Linked DNA regions of Mus musculus: region 2 is linked to region 1. The links are chromatin contacts, called in public Hi-C maps. All regions are on one chromosome and are shown on one strand. The core of a region is the stretch at or near the end of the contact, and the rest is flanking DNA. Distances in the headings are between cores, read along the strand shown. Region 1 has its middle 48 kb from the start of Gm26107. Region 2 has its middle 31 kb from the start of Mir6380.

Region 1 (4,299 bases), core at 659-3,158:
CACATAAAGAAATCCTGTATTAATTGCTTTCTTTTGAATATTTTTAAAATATCTGGATAGTGGTAAATTAAGATAAAAGAAAAAATTATTCATGTATGAAGCTCATATGCATAATGCATTGGCAAGGAGATTTTTGTTATGGTTGATAAAAATTAATCAGTCAAGACAATGTAGAGTAAGTCAGCATAAATCTTCCACACACAGTTGCTTATGGCAAACATCTCACAGATAGGGGGGATAGCATATATCTGACTGTTTCTAAACTGCCCCAATAAATCTTTGATTAAGAGAACCATATCACAATAGTTAACTAATGACATGTTTTTCAGAAGCATTGTAGTAAATAAATTAGGAACAGCACATCAGCTTTTCAATAGCCTGAAAGGAAAGATACTTAAATTTTAAGTGAGAAATACAAGATGTGGCAGGAATAGGAGTTGTACAATTTGCTCTTGATACTAGAGAACACACCATTAAACAAAGGGAGGAAATCATGATAAGATTTGGTCTATAGTGCTTCTAGGTCCCAAGATATGAGTCATCTAGGCCTGGGCTGAATGTCAGACTCATGTATGGTGAATGTTTATAAACTTATGGGGGAACAAGTCGATTCCAGTTCATTTCATATATTCTCCAAAAGTGGAGACTTGATTCAAAGATGACTCTCTTCCTTTCCTAGTGACCTATAAAGGAAAGTCAAAGCTCAGTAGGCACAGCTGAGCTAAGTGGAAACAACGGTCTATCCCCAGGAACAGACTGACAACTGATATACCCACCAACTCGAGCTCCTTTGTCCTTCAGACAGGCTGGCCATTTGTGTCCCTTCATGCTGGATCATGTGATGCCAAATTCAGTCCCTCCAATTATGCCCACAATTTTCAGAGAAATGTTTTATAAAGCTTTCACATACCTCTTAGCATTGGAAACATCTAGTATAGGACACTGTTTCTCACAAGACTGTCCATAAAGCCTGTCTATCCCACTTCCTGTCCTTCCCCTATCAAATTGTAGGTCCTTACACTCTCTGTTATTGCTTATTGCAATGGCTGTCACTCTTGAATAGCTTCTAGGAGCTGAGCTATGCTCAAGAGTTGTTTGTTTGTTTGTTTGTTTGTTTGTAATCTCATCATTGTTAAGCCATCTGCAGCAGGTCTTTGAGCCATTTAACCTCAGGTATGATGAACCTGTTCTCCACAAAAAGCTCAGTGCTCCTCAATGATTACAATTATTTATTTGTTCAAAGTCCAAAAGAAAAGAAACAGTGAAACACAAAATCTTAGCAACCATTCTTCATGTTTATGCTACTTTCTTAGCATATAACTGCCTTAATAAACAAATGGGGTGTGTGTTTTTTGAAGACTAGCTACAAAAGAATTTGAATAAACAGCCATAATGATAAAACAATAAATAGTTTATATTGCATGGTTTGCCTGCAGAACAAGAAGGAAAATAACATTACTTGCATATTATATTTACAGTGATTCTATATATCTTTGAAATCAAGATAGCATATCTCCTCTTTTCTCCATAGCATTGCATTTAATTAAATTTCTTTCTTTTTTTCTAAATGGACTGAGTCACTTGGCTCTGCTGTGTATATTTCAGGCTCCATGCATAAATTCTTTACCAGATTTCCATTTGGGGAGGATTAACCATTTTGCAATCTAATTTCCTTCCAGCATTATGTCTCTGGTTCTTTGTCAATATTCAGGAGGAAAGAAAAATACTTGAAATCTCCAAGGGTCTAGTTCTTTCTATACAAATGAACTCTTGGGTTAATCTCTGTGATTACTTTCTCTCCAGGCCTCGGAGACTTTGCATATGGACAATTTCTTCTCAAATAAACGCAGATTGAGCATTATCATCCCCCAAGTGTTCTGCTTCGATTATGCAGGGCTTGTGCCAGATTTCATCAGACAAATTCAAGTCTCTAGGCAGAGTTGTGGTCCAAGGGATTTTTGTCTTGGATGAGAATCTGGACTAATGATTTCAAACTCCAGTCTTGTTGCTTTTGAGAGCCTTGGCAATTAGTGTTGAACTTCCCTTAGCCTTCACATGATGGCTCTAGGATGTAGACTGGTGAAATTAAAATGATTTCATCACAAAATCTGGACCAGAACTCCTGAGACAAATCTCCAATCATCTTTTTATGTAACACCACAGCTCCATATGTGTGACTAATTTCATTTAAAAATTAAATCACTCTTTTAAATCCACTGATGTATACAAATTTAACAAATATCCCTATATTTAAACAGTACTAAAATACATTTGGGGACGATTAACCATTATTCACACATCTAAAGTAAGAATGAGTCTAGAAAACTATGATGTCTAGGTGGATGTCAGTAATGGCATAAATATGATTACCTGCTTGTACACAATCATCTTTCATAGTCAAGAAGTAAAAATGAATGACTACAACCTCTCATCCTACCTATAAAATCCCTTGAAGAACTTTGGGAATATTTACCCATGCTCAAATACTGAGGTTGGCAAAGGGCACATCTGGGCCTAGAAGAAAAATTTGCCAAATAATAGTGAAGCTTTACTGTGCTGCTGGTCTTGCTTAGCCAGAAAAGGGAAAGATCATTGGAAGTCACAAGCATCAAAAACCAGATTTGTGGCTAGTGAGATGGTTCAGCTGGTAAAGGAATTTGCTACCAAGCCTGCGGATCTGAGCTCCATCCCTGAAACCTACATCTCACAAGGTAGAAGAAGAGAATTGACTCACAGCATGCACACACACACACACACACACACACACACACACACACACCAGAAAAGCAAGCTGCAATTAACAATGTAAACAACCAAATCAAAAATTTATAAAAAGTAGAATCTGTTAAGCTTAGGAATATCTTAACCAATATGTGTAGCTTGAAGATCTTACTTTATATACATACCAAGTAGCAAATATTCAGAGTATCAATAAAAATGAATCCTAAAGCCTGGTTTAATTTTTTGCAGGTTTTTCATTGATAATGATACATAAAAATGATATATTTTACAATAAATGGCAATTTGGATTTAATTACATAAAAAGTATACTTAGTTTTGTTTTGGGTGCATTGAAAAATATTTACAATCTTTAGGAAATTTTATTATTTACAATAATTTGCTAAATTATACTACAGAAATATATAGAACATAACCCCAAACTTAATTTGATCCTTGTATCATATATATAGTATCCAGCTGAGAGTTTGTGAGGGCTAGTTTTGTCATGTGGAAATGTGGGAAATAAGTGATCACAAGCTTTGGGTTGGACTTGAGTAGGATGAAATCCTGACTGAAAGACAAGTAAATTATTTTCATCAACCAGGTCAACCCAATTGTTTCCAAGATGACATACTGAATACAATTATTATATACCATGTACATGTGGTACAGTGTGTGTGTGTGTGTGTGTGTGTGTGTGTGTGTGTGTGTGTGTGTGTGTTTTCTCCAGAGCATGGAAGGAAGGAAGGAAGAAAGGAAGGAAGGAAGGAAGGAAGGAAGGAAGGAAGGAAGGAAGGAAGAAGGAGAGAAGAGAGAAAGGAAGAAAGGAAGGAGGGCTCGAGCCAAATATCTCAGCAGAGATATGATGGTGTGAGAAAAGCTGTGCCATTACACCATTTGTCCTTCCAGAAGGGACATCCTCTTGTAAGTCCTACAATGGTACAAGATGTGCTAGTAGAAGCCAAGGATGACAGATATTACAATTAATCACTTCAGGAGGAAAAAAACAGAGTGCTGCAGAGATGAGCAGGTCATAATTGAAGACAGGAGTCAGAAAGATGTGTTGCATGTTCAGAGAACAGGCAAAGGTTCTTACTGGGGACCAGTAGAGACCAGAAAGAGAAAGTGAAATGGGATTAGATTATGGTGATGCTTCAAAGCCAATCCTCTGAGAACACTAGATTGAAGACTGAAAATGGGGACTTTTACTATAACTAAGAATGATTGTTTGAATTCTAAGTGAATCCCCTAAACCGAAACTTGTCTGAAAAAATATGACACTTGTGTTAGCATAGGCAGGTGCTACAGAAGAAAGAACAAGCAGTTCTGACCTATTTGAACTTAATTGGGTAGACAAGAAAAAACCATACTCAACTTTGCTTCTGAGACTGTCATGGTAATAAGAATAGTTAGGAGAAAGGTGTATGACAGTATTAGGGCAGAGAAGTGTTGAAGGAGAAGGCCATTGACTTTTAAACAATCATCAAGATGTGCTCATGAGCATCTGACAAAGAGTGGCAAAGAATGAAAAATCATTCTTCACTGATGAGGTCATGCTTCAGTTCTAGGTAACTAAGA
Region 2 (4,299 bases), core at 908-3,407, 730 kb before region 1:
GTCTTAAAAGCAACAGGAATACTGCACACTTTCAATCCCCACACTCAGGAGGCAGAAGTAGGCAGGCAGATCTTCAATAACTCAAGGCCAGCTTGGTCTACCATAGCAAGTTTCAGGCCATCCAGGGTTACAGAGTGAGTCCCTGTCTCAAAGCAAGCAAATACCACCCTCCCTACTATCCCCCTCCAGTAATCATCTCCTTTAGTCTTGGGAGATTAGAAACATGAAACTGAGGTGTTGGACTATTGCTGGAGGACCCTTTTATTAAGGTCTCAGTCCATCATGTCCAGAGAGCTCTCCAAGGTCAGCACATGGAGGACACCCTTTCTCAGTGGGATTTCCTCTTTTCTGCCCAGCCTTAATGGGAGAGCATCTCTCAGCTCAGATGTCTTATTCTGAGACGACCTTGCCGAGAGTCTCCTGCAGGTGATTTGTGATTCAGTACACGAGTCTTGGCTCTTCTTCTTGTCCAGATGATAATTCGGTGCTGTTTTGTGACCAATCAGCTCTTCCTGTAGGCAACCCTCAGAACTCTTATATAATTCACCCCTGTAGCAATACGATGAGCTATCTCTCTGAAGCTAAGTCCCAGAAGTTCACAGCCATCCAGGCCCCGATTGCTCTTCTGCTCCCTTTGTCTTCGTGGGTCGTCCTTAGTTTCTACCCTGAGTTTCCTTCATGGTGAGCTATAAGTGGTAAGGTAAAACTTTCCTTCCCCACTTGTTTTTTTTGCTTGATGTTTTATCATATCAACAGAAGGCAAACCAGTGCAGGAGGCTGCCTATAACTGGTTGAAGGATGGGGCTGTTGATGATGGACTGAACTCCCTGCTTTCTGTGACAAAACATATACACCTGTTATGTGTGGTGGCTTAGGTATGAATGCACAGAACTCAGAAGGCAGATGCAGGACAACCAGGAGTTCAAGGCCAGACTGGGCTTCAGGGAACCAATATGTTTCAAAATAAATAAGTGAACAAATAAATACTCGTTCAGTTTGTTGATGTGGTGGTTTGTAACAGGAGCTCAGAGTTCAGAGATAGCTAATGGCTTCCTGTTTCCTTAATCAAACATTACCAAGTTACATTTCTGGTGTGTGTGTATGTGTAACTGTGTGTTTATGCATGTGTGTATGTGTGTGTATATGTTTGTGTGTATGTGTGTAACTGTGTGTTTATGCATGTTTGTATGTGTGTGTATATGTTTGTGTGTGTATGTGTAACTGTGTGTTTATGCATGTGTGTATGTGTGTGTATATGTTTGTGTGTGTCTGTGTGTGTCTGTGTGTGTGATGTGTATGACTGTGTGTCTATGTATGTGTGTGTGTACACGTGTGTGTATGTTTCTGGTTGTGTTGGGATGTGAGTGAATGTTGTCTCCTGTGAACCACAGTGCTTCATTGGCAGGTGGAGGTCTGCAGAACGCGTCTTCTTCCTCTCACCTGCTGAAGTAAGGCAGCGTGTACAAAATATTTCTCCTCTCCAGATCTGCCTGCTGTCGAGTCAGAATCATTTATTATTTATTCCTCAGCACGATAGAGCTTAACTGCTTATTTTCGGCATGATTCGTGAAATAGACACAGGAAGTAGAAAGGCGGGAGCTGTAACTGCCTCCTGTTTGTTGTTTTGTTGTTGAGCAAGGCTGTTGGAGACTCTGGTCCACGCCTTGTCTTAAGTCTGTGGAGTGGATCTAACACAGGGCCTCATTTGCAGTGTCAGCCAGGCTGTCGCCATGAGAAGCTGGCTCACGGAGGGCAGTCTAAATCTCTCTCCTCTGCTGCAGTCTGCTTTCTTTGTGAAGACTGCTAAGAACATTCCAGAACTCTCTCCAAATATTGAAGTCCTTATCACTTCCTAAACTGGATGTTTGTTCAGGTCTGCCACAAAGCAGTACCAGTACTCTCTCATCAGCAGCTTTCTGTGACCGTGACCGTGCTGGGAAACTCTCCATACCCTGGGAAGAGAAGGAGGACAAGTATGGAAGTCCCATTAGTTATCTATTCGGAGGCTCCTGGCTTTGTTTTCTTAAAGGAAACAACTCGACTGAGTACCACGAGAGGGCGCCAGTGGGCTATGTTAGCGCTGGCGAGGCACTGCACTCCGGCATCCTCCCCACTCCCATTCCTTCCCACACTGCGGGGGGCAAAAACAACCCGGGGGCGCTGACGTCAGCTAGCCGGAGGCGCCTGCCTCTGTACCCATAGGTATAGTTAATCCCCCAGGAGTGAGGCCGGTGCTTTCTCTGGCAGCCCAATTTTCAGCTTAAATCATTGCCCTAATCTTATTTTAATGTGCATTGGGGCCCTGGCGGCTAGAGTGGGTGGCAGGGGAACAGCATTTAACATCCTTTGGAGTTTGGATTGTGCCGGACACTTCTTAAGCACTTGGGTGGGACAGAGAGACTTAATCTTGCAGCTGCAATCGACCTCAGTAGCCTTTGCCTTATTTGGCAAATTTAATTGGCAACGTTAATTTTGGGGGTTGGGGCTGGGGTAGAAGAGAAGGAAAGGAACACATGTGAAATACTAATATGCGCTGTATGCTTCACAGCGACTGTACGAAGTTGTTAAAAATGCTCAGTTTAGCAGAGACATTGAGAGAGATCAGAGCCTTCAGTCAGACAGCTTGCAATTGGCCCGTGGAGCCCTCCATTGGCCAGTCCCAGAACCACAGTCTGGGATCTGCTACCTGTGCGGCTTGCCTCTCTCTTGGGAGGCAGAGGCAGGCCAATTTCTGAGTTCTAGGTCAGCCTGGTCTACAGAGTGAGTTCCAGGACAGCCAGGGCTATAAGGAAAAACCCTGTCTCGAAAAACCAAAACCAACCAACCAAAACAAAAAACACACCCCCCAAACAAACAAACAAACAAAAACATCCCATCATCAACAACAACAAATCAAAACCAAAACAAAAAAAAAAGTTTTACAGGAAACTTGGCAAGAATGGAACAAAACCCACATTCCAAGGGGAACTAGCCCTTTTCAGGACAGTAGAATAAAGTCTAAATTTAACCACTCAGATGTGAGTTAACCAGCAGTTGTCTACAATGTATCTTGCCTGACTCAGAGGGTCCAATGTGCTTACAACAAAGTAGCAGAAAAGCACTGGCTAGCCGAAGGGCGGGCGTTGTTTGATTGGTGTGACATCCACCGGCTGTATTTACATCAAGTAAATGAAGAGAAGAGAGCAGTTTATCTGATGACATGGCTCGTCATCACATTGCAGGCACCAAAAAGGGGTATAGTGACCCGGGACATGGGGTGTGAGGGGAGTGACACAGTGCCCAGGGCAGTGTCTATAAATGGTGAGTCAGAATTCAATGATGCTTTCAGAACGGCGATGGGCCCACTGCCTGCATCCCAGACTTCTTCAGCTTAAGCCCACATCCCAGATAAGTAAATGAAGTCCGTGCACTAAAAGCATAAACCAAGAAATCAAACTGTAGGCACTTCACAGACCAAAGCACCTCATGAAGGTGCCATGACTCCGAAGTCGGACAGAGAGCCATTAATGTCCTATGGGGCATTAATACATGTTTTTTTTTCCTTCAGGCTTTCTTTTGCTGTTTTGACAGGAGCTGCTTCACCTTCAGGGATTTTTGTTTCATTCTTGAAAAGCTTCATGTAAAACTATGAATAGTCCATTTGGTCAGAGTCCTCAAAGTCAAACTAGAAAGTGAGGCGCAGTGCAGCGAGCCGAGCCCAGTGAGGACCGAGTTAGAACCAGAAGGACCGGTGGTCAAATCCCATGCTCTGTAGTTTTTAGTCACTTGCCTGTGAGTGAAATCTTCACAGTGGTGATGGTTCAGCTTCTTTGTCAACTTGACTGGGTTTAGAATCACACCCTTGGGTGTGTCTGTGAGGGTGTTTCCAGAAATGTTTAAGTGAGATGGGAAGGACTACCCTGAGTATGTCCAGCTCTCCCATAGGCTGGGATCTGATTGAACACAAAGGAGAAATTGGAGCCTGGGTGTGTGTGTGTGTGTGTGTGTGTGTGTGTCGGGGATGAGAGAGGGCACAGCAGTTAAGAGCACTTACTGCTCTTGCAGACGGTCAGACTTTGCTTCCTGCCACCATACTGGCAGCTCACATTGCCAGTAATTCTGGTTTCAGGTGACTTAATGCCTCTTCTAGATTCTCTGTATGCCAGTGGTGCCCATGTGTACACTCAGGCAAAGCACTCAGGCACATAAAATAACACTGAACTTCCAAAAGGAGAAAGCGAACAGAGCAGAACTTTCATCTCTCTTGGCTTTTTTTCACACAGACACAATGTGACGTCACCTCACGTTTGCCCTGACATT

Evidence for each region. A called contact is a pair of places that touch in the nucleus more often than the background predicts.
Region 2: a Hi-C map of cortical neurons shows a contact between it and region 1, with 4 times the contacts expected there. The contact joins two enhancer-like sites. A contact is called at or near these places in 4 of 484 Hi-C or Micro-C datasets (cortical neurons, embryonic stem cells and neural progenitor cells).

Annotation. Positions count from the first base shown.
Region 1 is chr3:137,017,775-137,022,073 of GRCm38.p6, reverse strand. No RefSeq gene overlaps it. Among named protein-coding and RNA genes, the nearest start is that of Gm26107, 48 kb to the left of the region's middle. Within about 2 kb of position 1,908, at least 8 of the 459 cell types and tissues checked have an H3K27ac peak or open chromatin away from gene starts, as enhancers often do. A contact at or near this core is called in cortical neurons, where this site is marked.
Region 2 is chr3:137,750,874-137,755,172 of GRCm38.p6, reverse strand. No RefSeq gene overlaps it. Among named protein-coding and RNA genes, the nearest start is that of Mir6380, 31 kb to the left of the region's middle. Within about 2 kb of position 2,157, at least 96 of the 459 cell types and tissues checked have an H3K27ac peak or open chromatin away from gene starts, as enhancers often do. A contact at or near this core is called in cortical neurons, where this site is marked.